Linked DNA regions of Bicyclus anynana: region 2 is linked to region 1. Evidence: chromatin contacts called from public Hi-C data. All regions are on one chromosome and are shown on one strand. Each heading gives the region's core, a stretch centred on a gene start, on an enhancer-like site or on the middle of the called end of the contact. The rest is flanking DNA. Distances are from core to core; before and after follow the strand shown.

Region 1 (6,402 bases), core at 743-3,242:
ATAGTTCTTATGAGAAAGATGATTGGATCACATGACCTTTTAATTATCTTTGGATGTAAAAGTTTGTAAAATAAAAATTTTCAAAATAAGGTATTTTTAACAAGCAAATAGTGATAAGTAATGTAATCAAGGTGGTACTTGACATCTTAAGAACCACCTAGATTACAAAAGTTTGATAAGTAAAAGTTTATCTTATCTTCATAATATTGTGCTTATCTGATCTTTGCAATACAAAAAAAAATACTATTATTAAGTAGTGTTCTTCTAATTTTATTTTTAATAATAAAATAATAATAATAATTAATAACTATGTAATAGCTAGCTTGTCCTTAAGTTAGTGGTTTAGCAAAATGTGAGTTGTTCTAACCGCAAAACATTTTGTATAAAGCTTATTTTGTTGAACATCTAATACCAGTTTTGTTTATTTTTCACTTGATAATCATCTAAAGCTTTAATTAGTAATCAAAGAGAACCCACATAAACAGAAACAGTTTCAAGTTCTAAATTCTGCATTCGCTATCATTTTAATGTAACATCATAACTCTGCACAGATTCTCCCTGCCTAGACAAATTTGGCAAGATCCTACTACAGCAGCTTTAAATATTCTTTCTAATATAGAACTTGCTGCTGTTCTAGTGATGCCAAGATCTTTAAGTAAGTTATAGAGAGATTTTGCTAGTGATCCTCTCAGTCCTATTTCTACTGCATACAAACTGAACCACATAGCCAGTTTTAGTTAGTTGATAATATTTATTTACTTTCATACTGTGGTCCATCGGAATGTTAGTCTCCCACAGCACAGTAAGCTCTACAAGAACTATATGGTTAGTTTGTTTCGAAAAAAGGAAATGTCCGGCCTAGATCTTGAAATTGTGCTTATCCTATTGGGAATCCTTTAGCATGCCACTGCCTGTTGTCTGCACAATGATATTTTGCATATACTCTGAACGCCTGAGCACTTTCTTTCTGTGGACGCTCACACATACCTATAACCAGCGACGGAACTTGTTCCATGGGGTTGACTTCTCTGTATTCATTGCAGTGTTGCTCTCCACCGCCCTTTATGAGGCTCACAGCTTTTATATCATATGGTATCTCTTTCAGGTTGAGTGCTATCCGCACTCTCCATGAGCATGAGCTTCGCCAGTATGAATATAATACTGGCTGGAAATACAAAATAAAGTAAATATAAACAATAATCTGTTTCTGTTATTTATACTTTCAGTTATTATCATCATTTCAACTAATTATAATAATCATAATTCAAAAATCCCCTAAATTCATTTATTTAAGTAACTAGGCTTATTTTACAAGCACTTTTGAAATTCATTGTGGTCCACCCACAACCACATCATCATGGCTATTACCCCCTGCTGCAGATGAGTCTTTTTTTCCAGTTACCCATTTAACTACCCGTAATAATTGTAAATTGATTGTAAAATAAAAATTTATAGAAAGCATGAGAATTTCTAAGTATATGAATTGAATTCTATAGGCCTTACCATTTCTTCAATAAGATCACCCATGATTTTTCACAAATTAAAGAAAATTGGATTAAATCTAACAAGGCAATTTTATAGAAGTCCGATATTACTGTGCAAAACCGGTCGCAGGAGGCCAACAACTGTGGTGAGCCTGAGCCGTAAATATTTTACAATCGTGACGATTTACCGGTATGCAAATATGTTGCCTATTAATAATTCAGTGAATATTAATATACTTGTTCACTTACCTTAGCCATACTCGAGATAGATCCGTTGTATTTCGAGTAGTAATTAATTTTGGCGGCGTTTATTAGCACGGATATAAAAAATTTATTACTAACGCAACAAGTCCTATAAATTGAACGTAGGCCAACGAAACTTATATTCAGCTGGTATTGAAATTCTGTGTGAAATAATAATTCACCTGGATGCAGTAAATATTTTCAAATTGTAAATAGTAAAAAATTGAATTTATTCAAGCCCAATGTACTACAAATCAAATCAAATTATCAAAATCATTTGACGTTTGTTTTGTGAACAAAATCAACAAAATTCATTGAATATACGTTCGAATAATCAGCCGGAAAATTGTGTAATTTTTATTGTAGAACTTTTTAACTGGCCAATAGTTCATTTATATTATAAAAACCAATTTTCATAAAAATGTATATTGAATTTTGAAATTTAATAGATAATTTTAAAGTTCTGTGGTGTAAAATATTCTTTAAACTAATTAATTATTACCTATTGGCCACTATTGGCTATACGGTACAGGTTTCCGAATTTAATTTTTTTAGCTTTTTTCTCTAATAATCATTCGTTCACTAAAGTTCGTTCATTCATTAGTTCTCTTTGAACGCCAGCGTGTAAATGCACCTTTTAAGTAATTTTTCACACAAACATTTCAAACAAAGCCGCAGAAAATGAAATTGTTTGACAAACACATTTAATTTGACATAAAGTTTGATCGTGTATGGGGTCCCTTAGTTCCGCAAAGTCTGGAATTCAAACTTAAAAAACAAATTACGTCAATGTCAATTCAATTGTCAAGTTTGACAAATTGACATTGACGTAATTTAAAATTTAAATTAAAAATTTAACTCGCGGGTTTTGGCTTTTGTTGAGGTTATAAGTTTTTAAATCGCAGTTATATCTTTAATAACCTATAAATAATTTATTATTAGGTTTAATATTATTATATTCTATGAAGAAGTCTTGACATCTGGGGTTATGGCGAAAGACAAAAAAAAGGGTGTAAAGGCGAATGTGTTTAAAGTTGCTGGTGCGAAAAGCCTAAAGAAAACCAAAGCAAAGGCTGTTAATTTAGGTTTGAAAAATGTAAGTTATTGGTTTCTTATTTAATTATTTTCACAGATTAGCGGTATATTATTTTGCTAAACATCATGTCATAGTGGATACAAATCATGCATGCAAACAATGCATTTCTTGTGAATTTCAAAATTCATTATCGTTTTTGCAGATAAAACAAAAAGTGGCAGATATAGACAAGCAATTTGTGGAAGTGCAAAACAAAAACAAACCTAAAACTAGTACAGAACAAAAACATGATATTACAGTTCCTACGAAAAAACCCCAAAATAATGTGACAAAGGAAGAGGTTGCCTCGACAGCAGATCAAATTGTAAAAATGGATTTGTAACTTGCTAAAGGTGTTGTAATATTATAAATTATAAAATATATTATATTAATTAACCTGGATTAATTCTGTTCAATAATACATCCATTGAATGAATGCATGAATGACTGTAGAAGGCACCTGCCACTCACTCCTTACTTTCTCCCGTCTGACTTACTTGGCTGCATTTCTGACCTTACAGGTGAGGGCTCAAACATTTGTGCCTATAGATTGTAAATTCTTACATTTCTTGTAGGATAAGTACATTTCATGGCAAATGTTATTTTTTTAAGCGTATTGCTGTATTCTGTTCTTAAGGCTATGATTACTGGTATAATTACAGGCACATAAGGCACCTACACCTTGGTTTAATAGATGAATTCATCAATTAAACCAACCATGCTCAGCAGTGGACAATTTTTCAGTAACTGCTGATTATGACGATGATGCTAGTGATAAATACATTTTTCAGATCCCAGATCTATTGGAATCAAAACTATTTTATACCTCGAACTAGGATTAAGCAAATTATATTATTAAAAATTTTAAAAACTTAAATTGAAACTTTTTGAGCTTATTTTCATATACATAACAATGGACTTACTACAAGTGACATGCAAGAGGTGTGTCATTGATATTATTCAAGTGTGGGGTAGGTATGACACCTATTGTTTGTATTTGAAAATATCATCATCATTATCAACCCATATTTGACTTACTGTTAGGCACGAGTCTCTTCTCAGAATGAGTAGGGTTAGGCCAGTAGTCCCTCACGCTGGCTCAATGCAGATTGGTAGACTTCACACACTTAGTGAATTAAGAAAATTCTCAGGTATGCAAGTTTCTTATGATGTTTTTCCTTCAGTTTGGTAGTTCCCTGTGTACTATTATATAATATTTTTATACATTATATTTAATTTAAGGGAAATAAATTGCAATTCTTTGTTATTGTCTTTTATTATTAAATGTAACAAGATGTACCATTATAAAACACTTACAGCTTAAACTTCAAAAACGTAACATTGTTAACTAGTGGTAGATAAGTTATTCACAATATAACTGAATAAAAATAACCAATCCTCTCGTCATCACGTAATTATATTACGCAAATGAAAGTTATTTGATATTAAAAAGTTTTAAACTTATTGACTTGCCACCATTTAACCATTGCAGCATTCATGAATTTTTTGGATGTTATCCTCATGAATGATGAATAGTCTATAAATTATATAAACAAATATGTATATCTATTAAAATGCATTACTAGAAATGTCTAGTATATTTTTCTCTAAACTTGTACCACATGAACAGCTATAGCAGAATGCTGGATGATAAAACTTTTGTACATATTAACTTTTAAAACAACTGTTGATAGTTTATAAATCAGTAAGTATAAACAATTATTTTGTTATTAAGTAGTAAATTGTTAGATTACAAAATCAATATAACTCTTAGATTTAAAATTTTATTCTTCATCTGTTACATCAGGTTCTGCCATTTCATCTTCGCTGACTTCTACAGCATCTTGTGACTCTGCTGGATCTTCTGGAACAGCTACTGGGCTCTCAGGTTCCTCTACAAGGGGTTCATCCTCAGGTTGCTCACTGAAATTTCATTTCATATTACATTATGCTTGTGTAATATGATTGTATCTTATAATTCTGTTGTGGTTTATGATTTAAATTTAAAGGCTTTTCATCTATTATTAAAAGTTAATATTACCTTGATTCAACTTCAGCGGTATTATCTCCTGCAGATCCACTGTGTGAAAGTTCTTCCAAACGTGCAGCAGCAAGTTCAGATTCTTGTCTTGCAATCTCTGCTAATTCAGCTGCCTGTAATCGCATATGTGACTATTACCATATATAAGTGGACTAAATAATTGATGTCTGTCAATATTTCGCACAATACCGACAACTTTAAGCAGCTACGCCACTCAGATCCGACAAAATGCCCTCCCCTGTCTACTTTTCATTCCTTAACCATGCTCCGGTTTATCAAAATCAAAACAATATAAATAATTGTTCACAATAATATTTCTAATAATTATTCTGGCAAGTAATCTAAGGTTGGCAAGTAATCACAAAAAGGTTGTTATTTATTAAGCATTTAATTTACCTGTCGTGCAAGTTCAGCTTCACGTTCCTCTTGAGCCTGACGTTCTAGTTCTTCCAATTTTGCCAATTCCTCCTGTCTTCTTTGTTCCGCTAACCTCTCTTCCTCCGCCTCAGCTAATCTAGTTTCCTCAGCCAGTCTAGCTTCTTCCGCTAATCTTGCTTCTTCTGCTAGTCTGGCTTCTTCAGCGAGTCTGGCCTCTTCAGCTAGTCGAGCTTCTTCAGCAAGTCGGGCTTCCTCAGCGAGACGTTGTTCTTCAGCTAAACGAGCTTCCTCTGCGAGCCTTTCCTCTTCGGCTTTGCGAGCTTCTTCAGCTAACCTGGCTTCTTCTGCAATACGTTCTTCTTCAGCTTTCCTGGCGGCTTCTTCTGCTGCTTTCTTTGCCGCTTCTTCAGCCTTTCTAGCTTCTTCCTCGGCTTGCCGTTTCAATTCCTCAGCTCTTCGCGCTTCTTCCTCTTGCCTCCTTTCCGCCGCTTCGCGTTCAGCCTACAAGGTAATTCAAGAGCCCCACGTTATTTATTGAAATCTTATATTTGTCACATTAATAATATTACATTAATATTTTGTTCATACCTGAGCTTTGCGTTCAGCTTCACGCTTTGCTTCTTGTTTCAATGCTCTGTAAAAATTAAAATAATAGTAAGTAAGTACATTGTCTATTAGCTATACAGTTAAACAGCTATACAGTTAGAATTTAATAGTAATTATTATTATTTAACTGCTTACATTTATTTTGTTTTTTGGTTTGAGAGATAAATAAAAGACAACACGCAAATCACACGTCATTTGCGTGTTGTCTTTTATTTATCTCTGACTGTTGGTATGACATTTGCTAGTTTGCTACACGCTATTCAGAATAGCGTAATGGGCTTAATGAACGAATTAGTAAGAATAGCCTATTCTTGTTAATTCGTTCATTATGTCAATAAATCTTAATTATAAAAAAAATCTTGTATGAAATTTACGAAACAAAGTTTATAGAGATATACTATGTTTTATAAATATCACACGAGATTTTTATGAAACATACGAGGTATTATTATTATATTACTAGGTAGGTAGTTATTGAAATTTTAAACTGCCCATCTGTACTAATGCTTGCTTTGTTAAGAGCACTATTGCTTTTTTATTCCACTTACTTCTCTTCAGCAAGACGAGCTTCTTCT
Region 2 (6,399 bases), core at 3,309-5,808, 130 kb before region 1:
GGGGCAAAGAAAAGCGTGTTTATCGATCGCCATTTACTGTTCAACTGGTTTAATATTGCTAAATATATTGGGTTAGTAATGTGCTCTTGAGTGGTTAGTATCGACATGTGCGCGCCACATGTTAACTTACAATTTGGTACGTTGTAAACTTATAGATAATCTACGAACTAAATATTAATGTGGATACGCTAATAATGATTATACAATAATATTTATATGGATAACGCTACACCCGTACCATGTTAGCGACACTCACTGTTTAGCAGCGCGGGCCAGCAGCGCGTGGAGCAGCGGGCGCACGTCGGGCATCACGCCCGGCGGCGCCAGCACCGCGGGCACGGCGAGCGCCTGGAACACGCGCGCCATGCTGCTCGGCGCCACGGCCACGCACTCGGGGACCGGCCCCTCCTCGCCCAGTATACGGCTGACTTGCTCCAGCATTGTGCGACGAGGCTGGAACGAATAAGCCGATTTTAAAAGCTCTACCTTTTAACCTTTTTTGGTCCGCCCAAGCAAAAGAGTGGTTAATGTGTTGAGTTGGAACATCTGTGGCATCTTGTTGCCGTAGAGGACGGACTGATTTGGGGGCCCGACATTTTGAGGAAAAGATCCTTAACAATGTACCTAGGATAATAATCAAACAAGGCGATACTAAGGTATCAATTATGAAGTATTTATCAATTATGAAGTATTTATCAATTATGAGGTATTTCTCAACTATGAGGTATTTATCAATTATGAGGATATTTGTCAATGTCGCAGGGTTGTCAGCAATTCAAGTCACAAGCTTTTTATTGTTATTTTATTTCAGTGATCTAAGCTAATATCTATACTAATAATATAAAGCTGAAGAGATCATTTGTTTGTTTGCAACTGGTCCGATTTGCAAAATTATTTCAGTGTTAAATAGCCCATTTATCAAGGAAGGCTATAGGCTATATATTATCTCCATATTCCGACGGGAATGGGAACCACGCGGGTAAAACCGCGCGGCGTCAGCAAGTCAATTTAATAAAAGTTCCGCAATCCTTCACAGCTCAGGCGAGCGTGCAGCACTGCAGCATCATTATTAATCTCGAAATGTTTGAAATTACCAAATTTATGACGAAATCATTGGCATACCTCAAGAGAAGTAGGGCTCTGCGCGGGCAGATCGTGAGCAGACAGCGGTCTCTCAGTGCCGATGACGAGCGAATTCTTCTTGCGGGCCGCGGCCGCCGGCGTTAGGTTACCGCCGCTCGTTGCGCTGCGAAACAGCCTTGACCTCTTGTCCTCCTGTAAAATAGACTCAATAATTTAGGTATATCATGTTACTACTATTTGTAGAACAGACAAAGTGCAACAACTAGCTTCCTTCTGTCCTTGTACTTCTGTATCGCGCAGACGAGGACTTAGTAAGTTTGTCAGCTGCGACAATCTTTGTCATTTCAGTTTTTGAAGCGTACTCAAACCATTATATCATTTTTATATATCACTACCAGAATTCTTGCTTTCGTGTGAATACGAAATAAAAATATAGGCTTTATTACTCGCTGATATAAATTTAAAAACAATATAATAATTTTAAAAACCGCTTTAATAGTTTAGACATAAATATGTCAAAAACCAACATTACCATCTATTATATAAAAAAAAGTCGGGTTTGTTACAACACTCATAAGTCGAGATCTGCTGGACCGTTTTGACTCTAGATTGGTGAAGAGGTAGCTGAGAACCAAGAGAAGGACATAGGATATTTAGAGTAGGTGGGGTTGAGTAGGGGTATGGTATTGTAGGTGTAGGGAGTAAGGTGGGAATAGGATAGGCGTAGGGAATGAGTCAAAGCGAAGCTTGACCGGGTCCGCTAGTTAATAATATTAGTTAGAATATAGATAAGCGTTTAATACCTTGCAGTACACCTTGGTTTCATTCGGCGGCGAGCTAGAAACGGATGCACCAGAGACGGGCGCGTCCAGTGTAGCGTCACCATCACTGTTACCTTCGCTCCCACGCTCGTCGCCCGCCGAGCTGCGTACCACTTCTGATTCTGCTAATTTACATTACATAAGCCACTTTAAACTTGTTCCTTGGTTATCAACAGACCGAGTAAGCGGGTAGATAGATAAAATGCTCGCAAACTGTCGTGTGAAGAGGAGAACTCTCTCAGTAATGAAAAGTGTCCTTCGAAATTCGTCAAATAAAGTGCGGCATTCGAATATCCGCATGAGATGATTCACCTTACGTCAGCCATTGACGATCAAGTAATCTCACATGCCTGCATCGGTCACGATGTGCATGATATCATGCCGATTGCGTCTAACATACGATCAGTTTTATCGGCTGTCAAGCCGTTAGCGCTGCAAGCTTGTGAGATTACTTAATCGTCAGTGGCTGACGTTACATCTTATGTTATGTGTTTGTACGCACATTTTTATAAATATAAACGTACCTATAGGACCGGCGCACACCAGACAAGGCGCGAGGAAGCGCCATTAGTACGCCGCAGAAACGACAGTAAACAATTGTCATACTGATTTTTACTTATTTTCGACATTATAACAAAATCAAGTTGAAATTAGATTGCGCCTTTACTCGTCGATTTTCGGGGATCAGTTGTTGTTGGAATTAGTTGTAAATTAAGTTTTGGTAATTACAACTAATATGTAGATAATAACAGCAAGGTCAATAAACTTTGCGATGCGCCTCGTCAGATGAGTGCCAATCCTCAAAAAAAAATATGTCACTGTAAATAGACATGAGTTTAAGAATATAATGTTCTTAAGTAGTACAATAAAGATATTATGCAGGTTGCAGACGTTTAGTTTACCCTATTTCAGTGGTGTAACTATACCATCTGAGGCGAGTTCATTGGTTGGAGCGCCAGAAAAATGTCACATCTTTTAAATACGCATTCCAGTTCCAATATTCCCGTTTAGCTCGAATTCGTCGGAAAAGACTGTTAGGGGTACGACAATAGTCCAGCAGGCCTTGATGTTGAGTCCGGCCCCTTTACCGTTGAGCTATTGGGGCTATAAATTTATTTTAATATGATTTAGTACATTTAGGCCCGTGACATTTTGCCAGGCCTGCCACCTTATAGTTACACCACTGCATTATTTTATTTACGTATATCTCTTAAATCAATATATTGTAAAGTAGACAGATTGAAAATTTTATAGATAAAAAGAATGTAGATAAAGAATATTAGGTTATAGACAAACCAAAAACAGATCATAGTTTATGCAAAGCCAAAAATAGAAGCTAATAGGAAAAAAATATATAAATAAACAATAGAGACAGACAAAAGCATTCTATGTTTTTGCAGTTAATTAGTAAATCACAAATGTAGACACTTTTAATTATTGCATTTTAATACACAGTTACACTTGTAGTTTCTACTTGTTTACACTGATTTTTTTAAAGAAGGATGTCTATAAATAGGAAGTAATTGATTAGTAGTGCTCTTAGATACATAGATAAAGGTAGTGCTATAATCCGCGAAAAACTAAAGAATCCAAGTGACAACGTCACCCAAAATGTGACAGAAAATTATGTTCCTTATGCATACCACTCAGAGAATTTGATTCCAGACCTTTTTTCCAATTTCGAGATTTCGGGATATTATACTACGCAGACGAGACGACGAGTCATATAGTGTAAACAAAACAAATAGAAATCATAGGTATAACCGTAAAGTAATTATGTGTTATTATAATATTTACTGTTGTCAGTTATTTGTGTATACCAAAAAGTGTCTACTTTTGAGAAGCAGTTTGTTGACACATATCTGTTTTAATATTGTGTTATATTTATTATTTTTGCATACCATATATCGTTTTCATAATATTTTTTTATCCATATACATTTGTAAAATTAAGTAAGTACTAAACTAAATAGAATTTTAAACAAATAAAGACAAAAACAAGATATTTAAGAATTCAGATTACATATTTATTGTAGTGTCTAAAAGGATAGCTTATCATGGTTTTTGAAAGTGAATAAAATACATGATTTTTATTAATCCAAATCTTGATTGATTTTACAATTGCATAAGGACGAAGAGATTTAAAAATTGTAGACTGACTTTGAAAGTGAAAGTTATTTTGAATGTATTGCCGATATTACAATGGTTTTGTTATTTAAATTATTTTTTATTGTGAAGAGAAATAGACAAATTTCAACCCATCGCGACGCAAAAGCAAATATATTGCTATCTCTTTCATTGCTTTGGGACGAAAGAGATGGGACTGGGACCACTTCGCCATTTCTCTCCACGAGATATGTCAGTGATCGTTGTTGTGGCCGCATAGTGCGTACGGTCTCTAATAGTTTAAGATTCGTATTAAAAACGACCTTCACCCATCCTGTTTAATGGATACGTACAAGTATGTGGGTTAAAGTCAGTCGACAAAGTGTATGTAGCAGGTATTGTAACCACAGCATTGTAACAGAGTGGTCGCGGAGGGTTGTGATACCTGTGAGCGGCGCGGCGGGGCGGTCGCGCGGGCGCAGCTCTGTGGTTGACGCGAGGCTGGCGTGCCGCGTCACTGCGCATGCGATGCCGTTACTGGGCGGGCCGGGGGGAGGGGGCAGTGACGTCACCGGACAAACTACACCGCGCTGTCGTACTACTTGATACTTTACTACTACTTTTCAACGATTTAGGTTCCCCAGTGTGGAGACCAGTAGGCCTAAGATGCGCACCATGACATATATCAAGACGAGAAAATGTCGACCAATAGCGACACGATCGAAAATATAGCTCTCTCTTTCGTTGTGTTGGGATGAAATACAATAATTATTATAACTATTACACACATCACCGTTTAGCCCCAAAGCTATAGCTTGTGTGTGTTTGTTATGGGCGGTTCGTTGATAGCGGATTTTATCATAAATATTCATAAATAGGATTTTATCATAAATATTCATATATAGGTAAGAGCGGTCGGATTCATCACCGAGGGGTGGTGGTTCGATTCTCGCCCCGTTGGTCTATTGTCGTACCCACTCCTAATACAGTCTTTCCCGATTAGTTGGAGGGAATGGGAATATTGGTCATATTATTGGTCATATACTACATACTTATCTATACTAATATTATAAAGAGGTAAAGTTTGTAAGTTTGTAAGTTTGTCACATTTTTTAAATGGGGTAATCTTCGGAACTACTGGTCCGATTTTAAAAATTCTTTCACCAGTAGAATGCTACATTATCGAGGAGTGCTATAGGCTATATTTTATATTGGTATCATATATATTAGCCAAGTTATCACAGTTTTTGTCATACAGGTCGGACTGAAAATCCTCTTAAACAGACTTATTCGCATGCGCTGCCTTAACTATTGTGTAAAATTGAAATTAATGTATGGAGACTTTATGTATCTTTAAAAGTTCTACAAAAAAGTCCGCGACACCATATATCTATCTTCTATATATTAGCAGATATAGTACCTTTTGTGTTTTAAAAATTATTAATTTTATATACTTAGGTTTGCGTCATTATTTATGCTACTTAACTTAAATCCTTATCAAAATAAATTATTTAATAATCACAAGGATATTATGGAGATAAGATTTGCCCTTTACGGTATGTTAATTACTTAAATAGTTTCGGAGATAATACAAAATTTCTAAAAGACGCAGAAATTCCGCTATATGACGCCCGGCGCTTTCATTTACGTAGTTCCCGTTCCCGTGTGAATATGGGAAGCAAACATAGCCTATGACACTCGCAAATAACGTAGCTTTCTATTGGTAAAACAATTTTCCAAATCGGTCCAGTAGATCCAGAGATTACCTCCTACAAACCACACGAACTTTACCTCTTTATGTTATTAGCTTAGAAGTCTCTATTTCTCTTGGTCATACCACTACTCTCGAAGGACTGGACCGATTTTGCGAAGGGTAGGAGTAAGATAGTTAAGTTACAGGGTAGGGTAGGGTACGGGTAGGGAAGCGTAGGGGTAGTGTAGGGGTAGGGTAGGTTTAGGGCCGAGTTTAGGGTAGTGGTAGGGTAGGGGTAGGGGTAGTGGTAGGGTAGAGGTACGGGTAGGATAGTGAAGTGGTAGGGTAGGGGTAGGATAGGCGTGAGATAGGGGTACGGGTGCGATAGGGGTAGGAAAGAGATAGGGTACGGGGAGGGTAGGGGTAGGATGGGGGTAGGGGTAGAATAGGGGTAGGGGTAGGATGGGGGTAGGGTTAGGATGGGGGTAGGGTGTAGGTAAGGTAGAGGTAGGGTAGGGTAGGGGTAGGGTAGGGTAGGGTAGGGTAGGGGTAGGGTAGATGTAGGGGTTGGGTAGGGTAGGGTTAGGGTAGTGGTACGGTAGGGGTAGGGTAGGGGTAGTAGTAAAGTTGATAACGAAATTTTCGCAGACGAAGTCGCGGGCGTCCGCTAGTATAACATATAAATACACCCAGACAC

Evidence for each region. Hi-C and Micro-C count contacts between places; a contact is called where the count stands out from the background.
Region 2: a contact with region 1 is called in a Hi-C map of whole body, with 2.9 times the contacts expected there. The contact joins the enhancer-like site here to the promoter of LOC112056883 in region 1. A contact is called at or near these places in 2 of 2 Hi-C or Micro-C datasets (whole body and whole larva).

What each region holds. Positions count from the first base shown.
Region 1 is chr21:5,978,856-5,985,257 of ilBicAnyn1.1, reverse strand. LOC112056883 (probable maleylacetoacetate isomerase 2) reads right to left here and starts at 1,992. Exons shown (of 5, transcript XM_024097378.2): 1 at 1,734-1,992; 2 at 988-1,165. The coding sequence starts at 1,742. It overlaps LOC128199291 (a long non-coding RNA gene), which reads left to right and starts at 2,412. Exons shown (of 2, transcript XR_008251949.1): 1 at 2,412-2,823; 2 at 2,966-3,204. It overlaps LOC112056867, which reads right to left. Exons shown (of 10, transcript XM_024097363.2): 6 at 6,376-6,402; 7 at 5,810-5,855; 8 at 5,240-5,722; 9 at 4,844-4,956; 10 at 4,060-4,725. The coding sequence ends at 4,587.
Region 2 is chr21:6,114,855-6,121,253 of ilBicAnyn1.1, reverse strand. LOC112056907 (phosphofurin acidic cluster sorting protein 1) reads right to left here. Exons shown (of 18, transcript XM_052888237.1): 8 at 4,455-4,526; 9 at 1,887-2,029; 10 at 1,123-1,275; 11 at 257-453. Among protein-coding and RNA genes, the nearest start is that of LOC128199296, 16 kb to the right of the region's middle. Within about 2 kb of position 4,558, at least 6 of the 8 cell types and tissues checked have open chromatin away from gene starts, as enhancers often do.